Linked DNA regions of Mus musculus: region 2 is linked to region 1. A link is a contact called in public capture Hi-C data. All regions are on one chromosome and are shown on one strand. Each heading gives the region's core, a stretch centred on a gene start, on an enhancer-like site or on the middle of the called end of the contact. The rest is flanking DNA. Distances are from core to core; before and after follow the strand shown.

The links. Capture Hi-C pulls out chosen DNA fragments and counts their contacts.
Region 2: a capture Hi-C map of embryonic stem cells shows a contact between it and region 1, with 4 times the contacts expected there. The contact joins two enhancer-like sites. A contact is called at or near these places in 1 of 115 datasets of contacts at active chromatin or transcription factors (embryonic stem cells) and 1 of 9 other capture datasets (embryonic stem cells).

Annotation. Positions count from the first base shown.
Region 1 is chr2:54,363,440-54,371,257 of GRCm38.p6, reverse strand. No RefSeq gene overlaps it. Among named protein-coding and RNA genes, the nearest start is that of Galnt13, 69 kb to the left of the region's middle. Within about 2 kb of position 3,962, at least 5 of the 459 cell types and tissues checked have an H3K27ac peak or open chromatin away from gene starts, as enhancers often do. A contact at or near this core is called in embryonic stem cells, where this site is marked.
Region 2 is chr2:54,933,306-54,941,123 of GRCm38.p6, reverse strand. It overlaps Galnt13 (polypeptide N-acetylgalactosaminyltransferase 13), which reads right to left. Exons shown (of 13, transcript NM_173030.2): 9 at 7,555-7,735. Among named protein-coding and RNA genes, the nearest start is that of Kcnj3, 500 kb to the left of the region's middle. Within about 2 kb of position 3,658, at least 7 of the 459 cell types and tissues checked have an H3K27ac peak or open chromatin away from gene starts, as enhancers often do. A contact at or near this core is called in embryonic stem cells, where this site is marked.

The DNA of each region.
Region 1 (7,818 bases), core at 2,713-5,212:
TCCTATCTCCTTGTACTATGGTCAAATCTAAGTGGGTCAAGGAACTCCACATAAAACCAGAGACAGTGAAACGTATAGAGGAGAAAGTGGGGGAAAAGCCTCAAAGATATGGGCACTGGGGAAAAATTCCCTAATAGAACAGCAATGGCTTGTGCTGTGAGATAGAGAATAGACAAATGGGACCTCATAAAATTGCAAAGCTTCTGTAAGGCAAAATACACTGTCAATAAGACAAAAAGGCCACCAACAGATTGGGAAAGGATCTTTACCTATCCTAAATCAGATAGGGGACTAATTAATACTAATTAATATATATAAAGAGGTCAAGAAGGTGAACTCCAGAAAATCAAATAACCACACTAAAATTGAGGCTCAGAGCTAAGCAAACTCTCACCTGAGGAATACTGAATGGCTGAGAAGCACCTGAAAAAAAAATGTTCAACATCCTTAATCATCAGGGAAATGCAAATCAAAGCAACCCTGAGATTCCACCTCACACCAGTCAGAATGGCTAAGATCAAAAACTAAGTTGATAGCAGATGCTGACGAGGATGTGGAGAGAGAGAAACACTCCTCCATTGTCGGTGGGAGTGGCTTGTACAACCACTCTGGAAATCAGTCTGGCAGTTCCTCAGTAAATTGGACATAGTACTACTGGAGCATCCAGCAATACCTCTCCTGGACATATATCCAGAAGATGTCCCAACTGGTAAGAAGGACACATGCTCCACTATGTTCATAGCAGCCTTATTTATAATAGCCAGAAGCTGGAAAGAACCCAGATGTCCCTCAGCAGAGGAATGGATAGAGAAAATGTGGTACATTTACACAATGGTGTACTACTCAGCTATTAAAAAGAATGAATTTATGAAATTCCTAGGCAAATGGATGGACCTGGAGGGCATCATCCTGAGTGAGGTAACCCAATCACAAAAGAACTCACATGATATGTACTCACTGATAAGTGGATATTAGCCCAGAAACTTAATACCCAAGATACAAGATACAATCTGCAAAACACTTGAAATTTAAGAAGAATGAAGACCAAAATGTGGACACTTTGCCCCTTCTTAGAATTGGGAACAAAACACCCATGGGAGGAGTTACAGAAACAAAATTTGAGACTGCCATACCTGGAGATCCATCCCATAATCAGCCTCCAAACGCTGACACGATTGCATACACTAGCAAGATTTTTCTGAAATGACCCAGATATAGCTGTTCTTGTGAGGCTATGCCGGGTCCTAGCAAACACAGAAGTGGATTGGATGGATCCCAGGGCCCCTAATGGAGGAGGTAGAGAAAATACCCAAGGAGCTAAAGGGATCTGCAAGCCTAAAGGTGGAACAACAATATGAACTGACCAGTACCCCCCAGAGCTGGTGTTTCTAGCTGCATATGTATCAGAAGATTGCCTATTCGGCTATCATTGGAAAGAGAGGCCCATCGGTCTTGCAAACTTTATATGCCTCTGTACAGGGCAATGCCAGGTCCAAGAACTGGGAGGGGGGGGGTAAGGAGTGTATGGGGGGACTTTTGGGATAACATTGGTAATGTAAATGAAGAAAATACCTAATTAAAAAAAAGAACAATAAAAGAAAAAACAAAAAACAAATAAAGATGAAAAAATCGTTCAGATTTGAAGAGTGCTTTGACATCAGCCATGGAAATACAGAGTTTGGAGTCATCCCATCTGGTTTCCTGTCTGTTTTTAGGGATTACTTTTAATTGAATGGATAAATCTCAGAAGACACTTGGAACTTTTGACTTTTAGCACTGTTGAAATTGTTATAGACCACGGGGATTATTGAAGTTGGACTAAATGTATTTTGCATTATGCTATGTTTAGGTGTGCCCCCCCCCCGACTCATGTTGAAATAAGCCTCTGGGTGCCACGGAGTTGATTGTTATGCTTTGTATATGCTCAGTACAGGGAGTGGCACAATTATAAGGTATGGCTCTTATTGGAGTAGGTATGTCACTGTGGGTGTGGGCCTTAAGACCCTTATCCTAGCTGCCTAGAAGCCAATATTCTCCTAGCAGCCTTTAGATGAAAGTGTAGATCTTTTAGCTCCTCCTGTAGTATGACTGCCTGGATGCTGTCATGTACCCATGTTGATGATAATGGACTGAACCTCTGAACCTCTCAGCTAGCCCCAATTAAAAGCTGTCCTTATAAGAGTTGCCTTGGTCATGTTGTCTGTTCAGAGCAGTAAAACCCTAACTAAGACAGATCCTCCCAAAAGGGGTCATGACCAAGAGGTTTCGAAGCACCGGTGTATCTGGTCCTATATGAGAATTGATTATATCTTTAAAACATTCATTAATACTACTCAATTAAGTGCTGATTAGAATCTAGAAAAACAGTTCAACTGCTTTACAGTTAAAAGTAAAATATAAGTATTAGATTAGTAGGAAATCTATAAGTGTTAATTAAGTGTACCATGAAAAGATACCAGATGCTATGATAAATTTTGAGAATGTAGTTTGAAAATTAATGATCATTATAACTATGTATATAAAAGAATTTCTCCATAATACTGCAAGCAACGTTTTCCCTTAATGCTGGCTCTGCAGGAGTCTTCTTTTAACCCTCTTCTGTTTATTAGGAGCAAAGAACTAACTGGTTGTGAAAGAACCTAGTGGGGAAACCCCCACTCAACTCCCGATTCTGCGTGCACCCAAGAATCACGAACAGAGCACAATATCTTGATGTAACAACATGAGGTATTTTAATGGCGGAGTTCCGGGTCAAAATGTATCTCACACAGGAGACAGTGGATTAGACCACGAGGCTTGGAAGCTAGGGGTTTTTATAGAAAAGGAGTGAGGCTGGGGGAGGAATTGGCGAGGTTTCACATGATTGGTCCATTTAAACATCAGCAGCCTGTTTACATTTAACTTAGGTCAGAGGGGTGGGAGATAGGGAGGCGATGGGCCTGCCCGGGCATGTCCTGGTCTGTTCTGCTATGTTCTCAGCCCCAGGTTTCAAAGCTCACAAACAACTCTTTGGGCTATTTGACATACATTACATGAATCACAGGTCTCAAGTTTTATTTCCTTTCAGTTGCAAATGTATTTTTTTTATGCAATCCACTAGGACACATTTATTAGTCTGTATCACTTAAAATCCACAGTTGTCAGATTTCATAATCCACTTTTCTGTAATTGCTTCAATATCTGTAGATACAACATCCATTTCAGGACATGACTCCATATAAAATGCAGGATTAAAACAGTGAATAAAAAGAATAACTCTGAACATGCACATTTACCAATCTCTTCCTTTGTATCTGTAATTGTTCTATGAGTGTGTTAGACCTATTATTATAAAGGAGTAACTTTTGTTGAATCATTTAATTGAAACAGAATAGTTTTTCTGAATGAATGCTAAACTGTTCCCTCACTACACATTCTCCATTCATCTGGTGATGTGATAAAGGCAACACATAGCAAATCCTGAACTGCTATTGTCTGGTGATCTATGCTATAGAACAGAACAAATCATATGCTAATTTAAATCAAACAGAAATAACACATAACAGGGTCTCTACCCTTTCAGTGCATAAACAAATATTCGTAGCTTTGTTGAAACATGCAGTTCTTTGATTCAAGGGAAATTCTTAATTTCTAACAGCTACTGTGTAATCACATTTGGACCCACAAATAGTCAGGTTCTAGAAACTGGTAAGATATAGGTCAGAAGGATGAGGTAGTGGAATATAGGAAGGATTCTTGATCACTTTGGGGCCAGGTAGTGTTCTACTTGTAGATTACTTACTGATGTATAGATAATTGTGCACCAGCCTTTACTACAGGAGCCCCGAGTCTCCAGTCTCTGTAAGGTCAAATGGCAGAGCTATTTTGCTGCCTGTCTTTATGTTGAAATTTTTTTCTTTACTTCACCTCAAAGCTCCTTCTCTGAAGGTGTGACTGGGTCCCACAGCAGTACTTGCCTCTGATCACAGGAGGAGGTTTCTAATTCTTTCATGAGGCACTTCCAGAGACCAAAAGGACAGCAGAGGATGAGCTCTTTGGGGGAATCACTTTTAGCCTCTGATCTTTGCCCAGCTGCCTGCAGATGAAATGGGAAGCAGACTCACAGGACAGTCCTAGAGGGATCCCTAAGATTAAACTGGTGGACCAAGGGCAATTAATTTTTAGGATGGTTGATCTGCGACCCGGATAAATTGAAAACGGCTTTGAGAGTTCATGGAGTGGTAAAAGGGGGGCCTGTGGTCAGATTACAGCTCAGCACTTAAGACCACAGACATCTCTAAGACATCCCTTCTAACCATTTATGGAAACGCAACATACACATATTTAACAGTGATTAACAGCCTGATGGGAATGCTGCTGAACATGTTTGCTCTCTCCAACTGAACATTAGATGCTTTTACGACGAAAAAAAAAAAAAAAGGTTGGGTGGCTTCTAACAATTGCACATCTGAAAAACCCTCCATTAGGCTGTTATGTGCTTCTCCTCTGTCTGCTGACAAAGAAAGCATTAATTGTGGCCTGAGTGCTACTTTTCATGTTAATGCTCATCAAATGCATTATTAACTCATCCTTTGATAATGCAAATCACATAAAATGTAAAGATTAAATCACTCTTTCCCATTCCTCAAAAACACAACTAAAATGAATTTGATGATGGAAACATATCTTTCAACTCATTGAACCAAGGTGTAGAAGATGAATTTTCCTCCCTTAATATTTACATTTGTTTGCTAAAATTATTTTGAAAAAAATATTTTTAAATCCACAGTAGAAGAGATAAATGATTCCAAACATCCAGGGATATTGTCATTAATTTTGTTTCTTAATTATGATGCTAACAAAACTACTTTGAAACAAGTTCACCCTTTCCTTCATGAAACCACACCTCACTACATTAGAAACAAAAGAATTGGCAAACAACCACAGAACAAAAGAAATGCATTTTATAGTAGTATTCTCTGTGCTTATCTGGAAGCAAGAGTTGAATTTCAAACAGTTTATACTGCTGCAACTCTTTTCTGTACTTTGCAATGTTTTAAATTTATGTTCTAACTTTTGTTATGCTTAACTATAATCTTTATTTTCATAAGAGATCGGTTACCATGGTAATTAATAAATTAGAGCTTAAATTGGTTACTCTGTCATGAATTTCATCAACTAACTTGATGCCCAGTGGAATACCAACACTAGAGTTTGCTTAGTTATGGAACCTAGAAAAGATTTCACTAAATAATGCATTATACAGGATCCCAGCTTAGGTAACCCTTTACATTATTTTTTATACATTGCACACTGGGAGAAAATGTTCTCCACTCTCCATTTGATCTGTTCTCTGTTCGTACAGCAATTGGCCCCAAATTCTCCCAGTTTATGGTATCCCAGAAACCTAGAGATGGCAGTGTGTCTAGTGGACAGTAAGACTTCCTGTATACAAAATGATTCCCTTGCACAGAGATACATGCACCACCACATTGTCAGGTATATGGGGAAGCATTGGAAGTGAATGGTTGAACTCTGCTCTGGCATAGGGACATTCCTCAGAGTGCAAGAAAGGGCTGCCTCCCTGGCAGTACATCATGACTTTATCTGCCAGCACCAAAGAGAAAGGCCGAGTAAAGAGCAATCCAGACTGGATATCCTGTTGAGGTTTATGTGCTTCTAATAGATGATGGTGGAACTGAATATGTGCTTGTACTTCTCTGACACTTGATACAGGGAGAACTTAAGGAACTCAACAAATGTAGAGAGCTGTTTTTTAAATTAATTAGGTATTTTCTTTATTTACATTTCCAATGCTATCCCAAAAGTCCCCCATACCCTTCCCCCCACTCCCCTACCCACCTACTCCCACTTCTTGGCCCTGGGATTCCCCTGTACGGAGGCATATAAAGTTTGCAAGACCGATGGGCCTCTTTCCAAAGATACATATTCAGCTAGAAACACAAGCTCCAGGGGTACTGGTTAGTTCATATTGTTGTTCCACCTATAGGGTTGTAGACCCCTTTTGCTCCTTGGGTATTTTCTTTAGCTTCTCCATTGGGGACCCTGTTATCCATTCAATAGTTGACTGTGAGCATCCACTTCTGTGTTTGCTAGGCCCCGGCATAGTCTCACAAGAGACAGCTATATCTGGGTCCTTTCAGCAACATCTTGCTAGTGAATGCAATGGTGTCAGCTTTTGGAGGCTGATTATGGGATGGATCCCCGGGTATGGCAGTCTCTAGATGGTCCACCCTTTCATCTCAGCTCCAAACTTTGTCTCTGTAACTCCTTCCATGGGTGTTTTGTTCCCAATTCTAAAAAGGGGCAAAATGTCCACATTTTGGTCTTCGTTCTTCTTGAGTTTCATGTGTTTTGCAGCTTGTATGTTGTATCTTGGGTATTCTAAGGTCCTGGGCTAATATCCACTTATCAGTGAGTACATATCATTTGAGTTCTTTTGTGATTGAGTTACCTCACTCAGAATGATGCCCTCCAGGTCCATCCATTTGCCTAGGAATTTCATAAATTCATTCTTTTTAGTAGCTGAGTAGTACTCCATTGTGTAAATGTACCACATTTTCGGTATCCATTCTCCTGTTGAGGGGCATCTGGGTTCTTTCCAGCTTCTGGCTATTATAAATAAGGCTGCTATGAACATAGTGGAGCCTGTGTCCTTCTTACCAGTTGGAACATCTTCTGAATATATGCCCAGGAGAGATATTGCTGTCCGGCAGTACTATGTCCAATTTTCTGAGGAACTGCCAGACTGATTTCCAGAGTAGTTGTACAAGCTTGCAATCCCACCAACAATGGAGGAGTGTTCCTCTTTCTCCACATCCTCACCAGCATCTGCTGTCACGCGAGTTTTTCATCTTAGCCATTCTGACTGGTGTGAGGTAGAATCTCAGGGTTGCTTTGATTTGCATTTCCCTGATGAACATTTTTTCAGGTGCTTCTCAGCCATTCAGTATTCCTCAGCTGAGAATTTTTTGTTTAGCTCTGAGCTCCATTTTTTAACGGGGTTATTTGATTTTCTTGAGTTCACCTTCTTGACCTGTTTATATATATTGGATATTAGTCCCCTATCTGATTTAGGATATGTAGAGATCATTTCCCAATCTGTTGGTGCAAAATGAAGCAAATTCACCCAAGAGAGGTAGATGGCAGGAAATAATCAAACTCAGGGGTGAAATCAACCAAGTGGAAACAAGAACTATTCAAAGAATCAACCAAATGAGGAGCTGGTTCTTTGAGAAAATCAACAAGATAGATAAACCCTTAGCCATACTCACTACAGGGCACAGGGATAGCATCCTAATTAACAAAATCAGAAATGAAAAGGCAGACATAACAACAAATCCTGAAAAAATTCAAAACACCATCAGATCTTTCTTCAAAAGGCTATACTCAACAAAACTGGAAAACCTGGATGAGATGGACAAATTTCTAGACAGATACCAGGTACTAAAGTTAAATCAGGATCAGGTTAATGATCTAAACAATCCTATATCACCTAAAGTCATAGAAGCAGTCATTAATAGTCTCCCAACAACAACAACAAAAAAGCCCAGGACCAGATGAGTTTAGTGTAGAGTTTTACCAGACCTTCAAAGAAGACCTAATTCCAGTTCTGCACAAACTATTCCACAAAATAGAAGCAGAAGGTTCTCTACCCAATTCATTCTATGAAGCCACAATTACTCTGATACCTAAACCACAGAAAGATCCAGCAAAGATAGAGAACTTAAGACCAATTTCCCTTATGAATATGGATGCAAAAATACTCAATAAAATTCTTGCTAACCGAATCCAAGAACACATCAAAACAATCATCCA
Region 2 (7,818 bases), core at 2,409-4,908, 570 kb before region 1:
GAACAATGCAAATAAACCCAATGAGATGGTGATAAAGAAAGGCATATAAGCAAAATCCAGGATGGAGAAATATTGAGGGTTGATTTAATGATTCTAGAGTTTAAGAACTAGCTGCAAGAAAGAAAAAAAAATCACTAAATCCAGAAGAGAGGGTGGAAAGATAGGAAGATCCAGGCGATCATGTAGCTTGCTCTGACATTCTGTTCCTAGTCAGAAATCCCTTCCCTGTGCCAATAAGTTCAAGTACACTCCATACTTTCTCCTCTATAAAATTCAGGATTTCAAAAAACTCATTAGGAAAACTAACTAATGCTAAGAAAGCTTCATAAGATGCATACATGTCTTCTATACACAACAGGCTGCATGGATAGACATCTGAATTCAGTATGATTGTGACTGCCCACACAAGACCTGCACAAGCACAAGTCAGACTATATCTCAACATAGAGAGGGGAGTTGCCAATATATGTAGTCATATCTCTAGCCAAAGAGCTATTGGCAATCACTGTCTTATAAAAGAGGGGTAAATGGTTTTCTATAGGAATGTAAGCCCTTGTAAGTTAACCAGGCTTCACTGAAAAGTCAATATTCATGAATATATGGGTAACAGAAATTGGACTTGCAATGTGTAAAAAAAAACAAAAAGGAGGACACAAGTATGAGTGAATAGAAAAGGGAGATTGGCAGGGCAGTGGTGGCACACGCCTTTAATCCCAGCAATTGGGAGGCAGAGACAGGCATATTTCTGAGTTTGAGGCCAGCCTGGTCTACAAGAGTGAGTTCAAGGACAGCCAAGGCTATGTACAGAGAGACTCTGTCTCAAAAACAAAACAAAACAAAATAAACAAACAAAAAAACCAAGCAAACAAACAAACAAAACAAAACAAAAAAGAAAAAGAAAAAGAAAAGGGATTGTTTTAGAAGGAATTTGGGGGTAATGTAAATATGATAAAGCACATTGCAGAAAATATTAAAGAACTAGAAAAATTCATTTAAAAAGCCATAATTCAAATATAGCTAAACAACAAAAGAACTGAAAACTAAAGCTAACCCACTGCCACACATAACTAAAAATTCAAAACTTTTGATGGAACATTCAGCAACATGAAAAGCCACCTCTCATACATGTTTCAAAATTTTGTTTCTTTTGTTTGTGTGTTTGTTTGTTTGTTTGTTTGTTTGTTTTCAAGACAGGGTTTCTCTGTGTAGCCCCAGCTGTCCTGGAACTCACTTTGTAGACCAGGCTGGCCTTGAACTCAGAAATCTGCCTGCCTCTGCCTCCCAAGTACTAGAATTAAAGGTGTGTGCCACCACCACCCGGCCAAATTTTGTTTCTTAAGGTACTACAAAGATTAATAAACATCCGCTATCAAACTAGAACACAATGAAATGATTAATCATTTTCTCATCATCAAGTCAGACACAATCAGTTTTGGATCAGATTTGCTGTTGTGGAAAACTATTTAATGAAAAAAATCAAAATTCACCAAAACTATTCTCCTCTCCCCGAAATATTACAGTCTTTACTGAGAAGTTCATGTTAAGACAATTAACAAAATTATTACTAGACTAATAAAAATTTTCATACTGTACATTTTCCTGAAAATGTTAAACCAGTGGTTATAAAAACACATTTTTACCACTTTTCAAAGAAAATGAGTTGTATAAATACCTATCATTTATTGTTATCAAAAAAAACATACAGATCTTCAAATTCAACAGTGACCTGCTGATAATATTCAAATATGCCTTTGGTAGGGTGACTCTCTCTCTCTCTCTCTCAAGTGCTAACTTTCAAAGAGAACCCCAAGATCTTTTCTAAATATGGATTTTTTTCTTGCCTGTAATAGAAATCATATTACTCCAATATTGCTGAAGAAGATATGCTGTTTCCATAAAAACATTAGAGGTGGATTCCTAGACCCTCCCTATTTAATTTCCCCTTTATTTTTGTTCAAGGAAAGATCATAAACTGTCAGCTGAGAAAAGGAGAACCCAGGGGTAATATTCAGATAGCTGGCCCTAGTCACCATGACTGTTGACATACAGCTGGAAAGCCACCTCCCCAAAGAAAGGAAATCAATGTTAATCGAAAAGCAACTGTTTCAAAGATGTGGTTTTATGATTATACTTGCTTTTCACGTTCCTAAAAGTTATGCTTGTGACCAACAGGAAGGAAAAGAACATGTGCATTTACAAGGAGTGTTCTGTGAAGAGTGATTTTTACTTACATCCCTTCATTTAAAAGGATTTGCTAGGGCCATCAGATTGGCTCTAGTGGAAAAAGCCCAATTACTAGTAAAAACTGCCTCAGGACTTAAGGGCCTATGGGCTTTAAAATCCATGATGTTAGACAGAGTATTGGCATCTTTAAGAAGACAGACAGAAAGCACACTAAACACTTGCTAGAAACTATTCTTAACACTGCTCCAAAGTGTAATTGCTCCTCATTAAACTCCAGGTACAGATAGAAATTAGTTCTCATGCTTTCAAAGTAGCCAAAGTGAGTGGAGGCCAATAGAACAAGGACATAAAATAAACAGTAGAGTAAACAGATAAAAGCAGTTTGCATGTGTAGCTTTTCACAGAATCAGAGCTCTTCAGACATTAAGCAAATCAGGACTCAGAAAACATAGAAATCAACAAACGTAAAAGTAGCTTTGTTTTATATATTTAAGAGACTTGTATTAAGCTGCTTTGTATCTTTAAAATTTTTGAATTAGTTATAGTGAGGAGGGTTGCATTAAGTGAAGTGTCCAGTCCTGCATGGCAGAAGAGGTGTGTATCACACCTCCTCCTCCTGGAGCAGAGCCAGCAGGATATGAGCCTCCAAGAGTGTTGATGGTTGTTAGGCACAAGACTTGATAATTTACTTTATGGTCCTCCCTCTGGAGATATTTTTCCTGCCAAAGTTAATGACATCAAGATTAGAAACAGCATGAGTCCAGTCTGGAAGGCAAGGGTGTGTTTAATGTCTTCAGCAAAAATGGTGAACACTGTCATTTTCAGGACAGCCTATAAGGCTGTGGGAAAAAGCTTTGAAAACATGACTTTAAAAAACTATAATTTCTCAACTACGCAAAATATAAGGATGCAATATGAATTACATGAGGGGCTTCATATACCTAAAAGAACACAGGTAACTGCACTATGAGCCAGCTTATCAGAAAGATACTAAGGAACTAGCATATGTATCAGAAGAGGCCCTAGTCGGCCATCACTGGGAAGGGAGGGCCCTTGGTCTTGCAAACTTTATATGCCTCAGTACAGGGGAATGTCAGGGCCAAGAAGTGGGAGTGGGTGGGGGAGGGTATGGGGGACTTTGGGAATGTAAATGAAGAAATACTTTATTTAAAAAAAGATAAAAAGATTTGGGAAATAATGATTGCAGGCCAAGATCCTACCCAGCTAAATTTATTGTTTGTGCTTACAAAAACAGACAGATTCTTCAGTTCAGGGTCAGCCTGGGGTAGAGCTAGCTTAGGCCCAGGCAGGGCCAGAATGGTGATCTCAGAGTAGATCTTGCTACCTTCTTGTCTGTGCTTACAAAGGCAGGCATATCTCTGAATTCACCACTTTGTTAAACAATTGTCTTTTCTAAGAATCAAGGAGCTAAAGTCACAAAGAGAACCTGGAATGGAGGATTGAATTGATATGTAAATAAAGGCTTTGGTTTGCAAGAGAGAACTATCCAGAGAGAACTGCCTGGAGAGTGATTACAGCTCCTCTAGAATTTTCAGAAAACCTAAAAGCTATCCTAGAGAGCTGTTACACTGGCTTTAGACTTTTTTGTTTGTTTTGTTTTTTTGTTTTTGTTTTTTTGTTTTTTGTTTTTTGTTTTTTTGTTTGTTTGTTTGGTTTTTGTTCTTTCTTTTTTGGAGCAGCTTTTTTTTTCTTTTTTTTTTTTTAAACTTTGGTCAGAAAATGCATGAGCTATCCAAGAGCTTGTAGAATTTTTTCTTGCAAGAGAGTATAGAAAGTCATCCTGAATAGACTGTAGAGCCAAGAGCTATCTCAAGCAGATGACAGAGCTGTCAGATTGTACCCATGATTGACATCCAGTTTACAAACACCCTTTCCTTGGGACCCCTGACCAAGCCGAGGCTTGCCCTTGTCAGTGTAGTTCTATTATATTCTTACATTATGTAAAAATTATAAAGACAGGCCACATACGAAGCAGTTGGACATTCTTTCCAGGCATATGTGGGTATTTAATCTGTTTGTGGATATGAGAGGATGGACAGAGGTAGTGATGTGATTCCTTGGTCTAAGTGGGACATGTATAGAAAGGTAAGTCAACAGAAAACAAAACCAAGGGACTCCCATCAAAATGCATTTCTTATCTGTTAGTTCTTTAAACTATCCAACAAATCTTTTTAAGCTCTACAAAGCTGTAGGGAAATTTGTAATTATTAGGAACATAAATCTGAAAGGACTTTACCCAGAGAGATAAGTAAATAAAGATAACATGACAGTATAAATGCTAAAGGTGGATTGCCCACGGTCTTCCTGTTGACTTCATTTTCATTGCTATGACACAATACCCTGATCAGAAAACAGCCTAGGGTACAAAGGTGTCTTAGTCTTTCAGGTTACAGATCATCATAGCAGGAAGTCACAGTGGTAGGACCTCAAAGCAGATCGTCACGCTTCATTCATGTTCAGGAGTGGAGAGAAATACATTGGCCTGCCTGCCTGTCTGCTTGCTTGCTTGACTTCTCCTCACTTGTACAATTCCAATGACTTGGGGATTGTACTTCTCAGTGGGCTGGGTCTATATCAATTAAAGCATATATATCTGACAGTGGATGATATAATTTTAGGCATGCATGTATTTCCATTTTTGAAATCCATTTATTGCCATAGGACACACAGAGTCAAACATTCATCATTCAAGAAAATAATGATTACTTTTGTGATTCTGACTTTTAAATTGTAGAAAACATCATAATCTATAGCATAATTAAGTAATGGCAAAGATCTTTATCATGAAAATGACTCATTGCTAGCTTCTTGAATATTTTAACTATCTGATTGAGGGTGATCTGTAGCCTGCCATATTTTGCTTTTGTTTGGAGTAATCCAGATCTAGCTTCTGACCTACTTAAATTCTCCTTTTCCTATTTACATATCATAATTTCTTTAGTTTCTACCTTTGGAAACAGATTGCCCTTTTCCCTAAGTTCAATGGCCCTGTTAAAATTCTTGGGTGATAACAGTTCATTCTGTCCATGTCCTTTGTCACTAGTGCTAGGGTACAAGCCTGGGTAGTAAGAACAAGAGCATCCCAGGGGCTCATGAATGTGGTGGGAAATGGGCTCTGCCCAGGTCACACAATCAGCTCTGCTCTTTAGTGTCAACTTCTTAGTTCACATAGAAACGACATCGTATAAACTCTGAAACTGACCATTTCTATGCTGTTTGTAAAACAGTTGCCCTTCTTTTTCATTTTTCAATTAAAAATTATAAAAAATATCTAATACTGAGGTTTTAAAATCAATATCCCACAAATAAGACATTTATTAGTAAAGCAGTTTGATATGGGACAAATTAAAATAACTTTAAAAATGAGTCCAAAACTTGTCTCCCAACTGTCATTCCCTGGACCAGGACAGAGATAAGCTTTATTCACAGTTGATCTAAGTTATAGTGGTTAAAAGCTTCCCACCTGCAACTGCCAAGTCTGCTTCCTTCCCTAAACTTTCATTACTAAACTCATAACACAAGAGCAGTGTTCATGATGTCAAGAGTAACAAGTTTATTCTTTTGTAATAAAACATTGGTTATCACGTTCCATCCATGAATACTAACAGCATGTGTGTGTGTGTGTGTGTGTGTGTGTGTGTACAGGCTAAATGGACATTTACCTATATTCTGTTTTTTCAGTCCTTTGAAATTCTCTAAAATTTATTTACTGTCCCACATCTCCTATAAAAAATGGTATGGAGGTTTTCAAATCATATGGACTTATTGCAGGTTCACAGTCCTGTGAGGTTTCACTCCTCTTGCATATTAATGTGTTTATATGCCCTCTTTTCTTGTCAGTTCATTTCATTCAATTGTCAGAGACTGAAGACGAAAGGCCTCTTAGACTGCCCTAGCATTATTTGACACCCATGGTGGTCACTGAGCATTAATTCAGTGCACATTTTTCCAACGATCTCCAATCACTCACATTGTTAATGCAAGCCTCACATAATTCCTCATAATACATTTCCTTCCTCCATTAGTTCCTTATTTATATTGTACTTTAAAAATTTCTATAAGAAATGAATTCCATTCAAGAAATACCAACAAAGTAATATGTAAAGGTTATATAAATGTCACTTCTTTCCTGCAGATTTTGCATTTTCTGTTGAACTCTGTGAACATCTGGACAGAATTTCTACTATAAAAGGAAATACTTCTAGTCACAAAGTACTGTTCTTGAAATAGCATTTTGACTTGACACAGACAGGGCGAAAAAAAAGTGTGAAAAGGTCTTTCTAATCACACATTCACACACACACAATGCCTCAATTTTTCTTTCTCATATAAAATTCTGGATTATAAGAAGGTTCTTACTGACTTTTCTATTCTTGATACTTGTTTATTATAAAATCAGTTACTGACATTATATATAGGTTCATAAATCAGTGCATACCATTTACAATGCAAACTGCCCTTTTAAGCTATATAATAGATTACTATGTGAGAAAGAATATGAAGGTGTGAATTGTTGTTGTTCCTATGGGTAGCATAAGAAGGTCACTGAATACTTTGAAGCCATATCTAAAATATCAAAGAAAAGTCATTCAATAGTTTTGTTAATATATACAAAATCCTTTTATGTTTATTTTGATATTCCATTCTACATTTTGACACCATGAAGGCAATAATTATACTTCTCTTGCAACATTTATGTATGTAATTAAATATTTGTTTGTTTATTTATAAAGCTGGATATATTTAAAGCCCCGATGTTCATGCTTCGATTTTCTGTTATTTCCTTCTCATTTTAATATATTAACATTCTGTCTTTTGGGGAAATAAGTAATATTGCTATTGGAGAAAGAAATAAATCAAAAAGAAATAATAAAAGTAACTCTCACAAAATTTTATCATCATGAAATTGAATTATTATAAAACTCCTTATTTCTAAAGTATTTTTCAAATAAGTAATATTTAAATGTTTATAAATTTTAGAGGATGCAAAAATGTTTCATTGGTTCTTTATTTAAATTTATTAACAGTTTACTAAAATCATTCCTGTTTAAGTACAAGTTAAAAGTTTCCTTGTATGTATTAAAATAAATTTTAATATCTACATGTAAATTTTTCTTTAATGGATATTTAAAAAGTTAGGAGAGTTTTTAAAATGCCTGTTTAAGATTGTTACTTTAGATGAAAATTATTTTAGCCTAAACCATTCTCTCATAAAATTTCCATGATATTCTGATAATGAATAACATTTAACTTTAGCTCTTAGGATTGTAAGAACAATGAAACAGATATTCAACATGTTTAAAATTTTACTTCCCCTTTTAGAAGATGGCAAATTTCAGCACTGCATACCTGGGGATATGATATAGAAGAAATCTTTGAATTCATCCATCCACACTTCTGCCAGTCTTCTGTTGTTCTTGTTAATGACATGGCCAGTGCCACCAGGGAATGTGTATGGAGTTGCCTTTCGAAAAACATGACCGACATGAGAGCAAGTCACAATCTCCAAAGAACCTCCACATTGCCAGATCTGGGGAGAAGAATAATCCCATATAAAAACCAATACGATTCATACAATGAGAATTCTTGTCATGACCAAAGTTTAGGCAGAAC